2 separate regions of the Oryctolagus cuniculus genome follow, and region 1 is linked to region 2. Evidence: chromatin contacts called from public Micro-C data. All regions are on one chromosome and are shown on one strand. The core of a region is the stretch at or near the end of the contact, and the rest is flanking DNA. Distances in the headings are between cores, read along the strand shown. Region 1 holds the start of FNBP1L (formin binding protein 1 like). Region 2 holds the start of BCAR3 (BCAR3 adaptor protein, NSP family member).

The links. A called contact is a pair of places that touch in the nucleus more often than the background predicts.
Region 1: a contact with region 2 is called in a Micro-C map of ear pinna, with 3 times the contacts expected there. The contact joins the promoter of FNBP1L here to the promoter of BCAR3 in region 2. A contact is called at or near these places in 3 of 6 Hi-C or Micro-C datasets (ear pinna, psoas muscle and an unstated tissue).

Annotation. Positions count from the first base shown.
Region 1 is chr7:77,214,076-77,217,226 of mOryCun1.1, reverse strand. It overlaps FNBP1L (formin binding protein 1 like), which reads left to right and starts at 1,848. Exons shown (of 15, transcript XM_017346074.3): 1 at 1,848-2,083. The coding sequence starts at 2,060.
Region 2 is chr7:76,793,784-76,796,999 of mOryCun1.1, reverse strand. BCAR3 (BCAR3 adaptor protein, NSP family member) reads right to left here and starts at 1,455. Exons shown (of 17, transcript XM_051857484.2): 1 at 1,317-1,455; 2 at 2-148. TRNAR-UCU (transfer RNA arginine (anticodon UCU)) reads left to right here and starts at 1,908; the gene lies at 1,908-1,992. It overlaps MIR760 (microRNA mir-760), which reads left to right and starts at 1,189; the gene lies at 1,189-1,248. It overlaps LOC103350121 (a long non-coding RNA gene), which reads left to right and starts at 1,316. Exons shown (of 3, transcript XR_001794503.3): 1 at 1,316-1,452.

The DNA of each region.
Region 1 (3,151 bases), core at 599-3,098, 420 kb before region 2:
CACAAAGAAAAAAATGATACAAAAAATTTACTCTTCAAATGATTCTCATTATGTGTAAAAAATCACAAGCAGCCCTATAAACTCCTATGCTGATAATATATGTGAGGGTACTTCAAAAAGTTTGTGGAAAATAGAATTAAAAGATAACTTTATTTTGGTGCAAAAATTTTTGGAGTCCCTTAAGTTTTTCATAATATGCATTTTTCCATGAACTCTTGGAAGACTCCTTGTATTTTACTTTTGAAAGGGAAAGCATATTTCAGTTATGCTCCTATGTCTTAATTTTTATCTACTTTAGATAACACACATTTTTAGTACTGGAGTGATTCTAAGTAATGAGACCTGCAGTTAATAAATATAGTTTCCTTTACTAATTAATGTTACTTGTGTTTGCTAAACATTCATAAAGTCTAGTGAGCCACTGAGAGACGAGGAGAGGAGAGAAGGGGATAGGAGAGGAGAGAGGGAGTCGGTAGTGCTAGGTGACATAAATAACCTGGAAGAAATTCTATATGAAATAGTGTCTGTATAGAAAAATATCAGAAGATGTTCAGTTGAGGCTTCCCAGACTTTCACTGTATGGCACAAATACACATTTAAAAATTGGCCATAACCCAGTTGAAGAAGAGTGTATGCTCAAGCTGGCCTCAGAGAACGACAGCGAAGAATTCAGCCAGCGCGGTGCCAGGTGTGTCAGGAGAGCTCCTGCTGTTTGGCTCCACCCCCAGGGGCAGCGGCTAGGCAAGGACCCGCGGAAACGGGCAGGGGACTGGGGCCCCTGTGCAGGCCGGGCAAGCGAGGAGTCGGAAATGCAGACCCAGAGCCTGGAGCCCAGCAGTCAGCACGCCCCGAGGAGCGCTCTATTAGTTGACTGGATTGCAAAGTGTGTGTGTGTGTGTGTGTGTGTGTGTGTGTGTTTTAGGAGGGAAGCAATTAATACTAAAGCATATGTTGGGGAGTTGCTAAACATACTGTGCCCGACATCCACCCAGCACCAGCCCAACTTGTCGACGGAGCGAGGCAGAGAAGGAACTCTGCGGTTTCTCCTCCAAGGCTCCCATTTTCTGAAGTGACAGACCCCAGATGCTGGAAAGGGTCGTCTGGCTGCCACCCAACCCCCATCCACGAAGAGCCCACTCCCGGGCATCGGACAAGCTCCTGGTCCCCCGCGGGCGACAGCCGGGCTCACGTTAGTCCACATCTTCCATTTCAGGTCATGGCAATATTCAACATTGCCAAACCATTACTGGGCATTTTGTTTCTTTTTATGATTTCTTGACAAAACTTAATAAAATAAAAAATATTTTAAATTAAAAAGAGTATCAGGTAGGTAGCAATGGAATTTGACATTCAGCCTCTACACATTGTGGTGATTCCCAAGAAACGTGAGGTGGCAAATCAGGCTCGAACTGAGAGATCCTCTTAACCGCTTGTTTTTAATTACAGTTATTTTAAAACACACACACACACACCACACACACAATTCTCTAATTCCAAGGCTTTTGTGGAGTTAAGAGGCAGGAAGGTGTAGACTGGAGTTGCTTCGCCTACTGGGGCTCAGAGCAGAGGTGAGGTAACAGGGGCAGTGGGCGTCTTTTCCTTTCCTCCCTTTCCATCTGGGAGACAGGGATCTGAGCGGCGGCGACGGAAGGGACTGTCCGCGTCCCGAGGGGCAGGCGGCCGGAGACCCCACGCGTGACGGGGGCTGACGGCAGACACGTTCGCGCGCGGACCCCTCCGACCGCGGCCAGCCGCGCGCGGGTCCGCCCCGATCCCACAGTGCACCGCGTCTTGCCCCCTCCCGGCTCGGCGTCCCGCCTCCCCTCGGCCCCGGCCCCCCCCCCCCCCCCCGACTCCGGGAGGCGGGGACGCGGCGGCGGCTTCTCCAGTCGCGTCTTTCTCACTCACTGGGGAGCCCGGCGCTGGCGGCAGCTTTCGAGGCAGAGCCGCTGAGCCGCGCGCCCGCCAGGCAGCGAGCGGGAGGTCGGACAGACTGACGGCGGAGCCGACGAACGGACAGCGGGGCAGCCAGACGGTCCGAGCCGCCTCGGGTTCCGCCATGAGCTGGGGCACGGAGCTGTGGGTGAGTCGGGGAGCGGTGCGCCCCGCGACGACCGTGGCTCCCGGGAGGCGCGGGCTGGGCGGGCGCCGCTGACCGTCGGCGGCCAGGGCGCCTTGGGCCGTCCGCGCCCCGGCGCCGGCGGAGGGTGAGGGTCCACGCTCGTCTTTGTGTGCAGACCTCGCCGGGGGGTCGAGGGGGCGGTAGCTGGCGCGCCCGCCCCTGCCGCTGCCGCGGGGTTCTGGGGCAGCGCCCCGCACTGTCGGCGGGGCGGCCCGCGGGCTCGGCGTCCGCCGCGATCCTCTCCTTCCCTTTTCCCTCCTCCGCCTTCACTTTCCGGGCGCCTGGCTCCGCGCCGGGCCGCGCTTCTCTCCCTTTGTATCTCCCCGCCTGGAGGCGGGGGAGGGGGCCCATTGTCCCGAAGGGGCGCTGTTCGCGAGTGGGGAAGGGGCCTGCCGTGACCCCCCTCGCGGCCAGGGGCCGCAGGGCTGAGGCGTCGCCGAGCCGGGACGGCGCGGGGAGCCGGGAGGCGCCGCCCCAGCCCCAGGTAAGGGGAGCTGGGCGGCTTTGTTCGCAGCCCGGCCTCCGGCCAGCCAGGCCCAAGCTACACGCCCATTCCCCTCCCTGCCCCCGTGCTCGGGACGGGCAGAGCTTAGGGGGCACTCGGCTGGTGGGCCGGGGACCTGAATGAAATCGGGCGTCGACTGATTTTGCCAGAAGGAAGCTAATGCTGCCTAAAGGAGCCGCTCGGCTCTCCGGTTGCTCTATTCCCCATTCGGTCTTTATTTCGCCCCTTTTCCTTTTCTCTTTCCGCCTTGCCTGTCTTGAGCGCTGGAGGCTCCAGACAATGCCCGTGGTCTGGCCAAGGTGCGGGTGGGGCGTGATAGGTCGGAGGACCGGCCGCCGCCAAGCAGGGTGGAGGTGCGGCGGGCAGTGATTTCTCTGCTGCGGCCGGCCGGGGAAGCCGGCGGCGTGGGGGCGCTGTCCCGGGGGCGGCCTGGCCTCAGCCACTCCCCTTTTTATCCCACCTGTGCATATTTTCCGTGCCTTTTGTTTGCGAGGATCTGGTGAAATCACTGCAGAGAAAGGGGA
Region 2 (3,216 bases), core at 206-2,705:
CTGTTTGTCGAGGCAGTTCACCATTAGGGTCTGTGCACGCTGTCGCTGCCTGTGCCAAGAATGTACAGCTCTGATCAACTCTGTACTTGGGCCATTTCTCAAGGGGTTGTGTTCGTAGCGTGCAGTCTTGAGGGATGAGGTAATGTCTCTGCATGGAACAAAGAACAGGCTTGCTACCGCTGCTCACTCTCAAATCGTGGATTCCCTAAGCTCCGCGTTCCTCTCCTGAAGGCAACCTATTTTGTGTGCAAGCAAAGCCTCGGGACCCACATGCATCTTTCCTGTAAGAATCGGGGTAATTTAGGTAATCAACACAAACCTGCCAATGCTCTGGTTAATTTTGTTACAACAGTCTCTCGTCTCTGACCCGAGTGTAGTGTGTTCTGTCAGCATTCCCGAAACTGTGAAAGCTAACACTCTCAGACCTTTCACAGATCTCCACACTCACCAGCTGGGTGCCCCTACACGGCTGATTTAACCTCTTTCGGCTGCAGTTTTCCTTCTTTAAGAAGGGGACGATAGCACCCGCGCCAGCACGGCTGCGGGATTGTTAAACAAGAATGCAAAGATCCCAACCACGCCAGGCTCTTCCTGGGGTGAGCACTTTGATGCCTGGTGACTCCGGGCAGGGAGGAAAACCACAGGGTGGGCTGAGGCTAGCCCGCTTCGCTGCAGAAGTGGGCGGTGTTGCAGCCTGAGGAGCGCGCCCCGCGGCGGCTCGGCGACGGCCGTGCAGGCGGCCGGCAGGGCCGCGCGCTGATTGGAGCGGCGAGCCAGCCACCGTTCCGCGCTCGGCGGCGGTTGCGTAGCAACCACCCAGCTTTCATTTACATCGTCTCTTTCGAGCGGCTTCGGGGTCGCGCTTGTGGGGTTTAGGGGGCACTGGAGACCCGCTGCCCGTCCCCCACCCCCCACCTCTCGGGGTCGAGCCGGCCGCGCCCTCCTTAGCAGCAGCACCAGGAAGCCCCGCAGCGGCGGCGGCGGCGCTCGGGCGCGCGCCCTCGACCTCACACGCCGGCACACGCATGCTCGCAGCGCTCCCACGCGCGCCGTCCCCCTCCTGGCTGCCGCCCACGCAGCCGCGAGCCCCGGGCGCGCGGACTGGGGCGGCTGCGCGGCGCCCTTGCAGGTAGCCCCTGGCGCTCGCACAGGCTGTCGGAGGATGCTGCGGCCCCGGGGGCGCGTCGCCCCCCTCAGTCCACCAGAGCCCGGATACCTCAGAAATTCGGCTCTGGGTCTGTGGGGAGCGAAATGCAACCCAAACCCCCCCTTTTTTTTCCGAACCCCCGCGTAAATAAACACGCATAAGCACGCACACAGACGTCGCCGCGGCCCGCGCTCGCAGGGGCAGGTCCGGGCTGCCGGCCGCGAGGGAAGAGCCGGGGCCGGAGAAGGGGCTCTGTCTACGCCCCGCAGTCCGAGGGGCAGCCGCTGGGCATCGGCCACTCAAAGGTGCGACGTAAGTGCCCGGCGCCACCGGCCCGGCTTAACGGCGCAACGGCCGGCCGGCTCGGGCCTCTGTCTCCGGGGCCAGGCCGGTCGGGGACTGCGGCCGGAGAGACCTGGTGGTGGGCGGGGGCGCTCGGGGCAGGAAGGGAGCCGGGGAGGAAAGGGCGCAGCCGAGGTTCGTAGGGCTAGGCAGGGGCGGGTCGGAGACGGCCTTTGGCTGCTCTCCGAGCGACCGACCGGTAGCGGCAGACTGCGGCGGGCTTCGCTCTCGGGGCTCGTCGGCCTCCGGGAGAAGCGAGCGGCGCCCGAGGCCCGCGTTAGAGGCGGCTGCGCCGGCTGGCAGCCCCTTGTGCACAGCGGCCGGCCCCGGCGACACAGAAGACTGAGGGGGTGGTGGGAAGGGCGCGAGGCCGTCGCCTCTGGCTTAATATGGCAGATGCGCGGAGACTCCAACAGGTGGCTCCGTGGCGCAATGGATAGCGCATTGGACTTCTAGAGGCTGAAGGCATTCAAAGGTTCCGGGTTCGAGTCCCGGCGGAGTCGAGGATTTTTTTTTTTTTCTCCCCAGAATTTCCTTTCTACCTCCGTCGTTGCTCGCCTGCTTTTCTTAAACAGCTTCACCCGCCCTCACCGCTCCCTGCTCTCTCCCCGCTACGTTCGGCTTTTCTCGGCTCGCGGGCTCCCGCTCCCCCTGGGGCTCCGCGACCGCAGTGGCTGAGAGGCGGCGCGGATCCGGGTCCTGAGAAGAGCGTCCCCAGATGGCGGCGGGGAGCAAAAGGAGGCGACGGCGACGGCAGGCCCGGGGCTCGGGGGACGCTGCGCGTGCCGGCTCACCGGCCCCCCAAACCCGGGCTGCAAAGTGAGCGCGGCCCGGCGGCGCTGCAGGTTTCCGGGCGCCAGGCCGGGACTCTCCGTGCGGTCCGGCTGAGGTGGGGCCCGGGAACCGGTGTTCCTGACGAGACCTCCCGATTCCTGTGCCAGGAGGTGCCAGGCCCACCCCGCCTGTGGGCCCTCGGCGGCACCTCTCGTGACACAGCCAGCCTTACACGTGGTTTAAGGGTTCCACGTCACTAAACGCGAACAGATTTAAAAAAAAAAAATGAATGGAATTGCAATGAGCAAAAACAGGTAATGCGTACAAAAGACAAAACAACAACAACAACAACAACAACAACAACAAAACAGAATTATCACAAAAGGTAGGGGGAGAAACAATTATCCATGTTTTTCCTCTATCCTCGCCTTGCAGTTCGCCCCACAGGCCATGTGATCATGAGTTTTTGGAAATATTTTCAGATTCATGCACGTTAGCGTTTTTATGTTTATTGCCTCTGTCAGTGCTGATACATGTAATAATGTATTTAAAATGCCATGCCATGCTTGTTTCATTTATTAACACGCAGAACTGCTTTGTGCTGTTGTACCTGTGTAGCATAATCATTTCACAGTTCCTGAGGCTTGGACATTTGAGTGTCCGGTATTTTCCTATCGCCTACAGTGCTTCAGCGTCCTTGTTTATATTGAGTTGTATGTAAGTGTGAGTGTATCTGCAGGAGGAATTCTAGGAAGTCGAATTGCTGGCAAAAATTGGTTTCCGCATTGATAGATACTGGCAGGTTGCCATGACAGTCTCCGTTTCCCCCTCCCTAGCACCATGCGAGACGGCTTGTTTTTCCACAACCCCCACGCCATCAGACAGGTGAAAATGATTTCAAGCTGAAGTGTTAATGCATGTGTTTTGTTATGAGTGAAGCTGAACATCTCAAA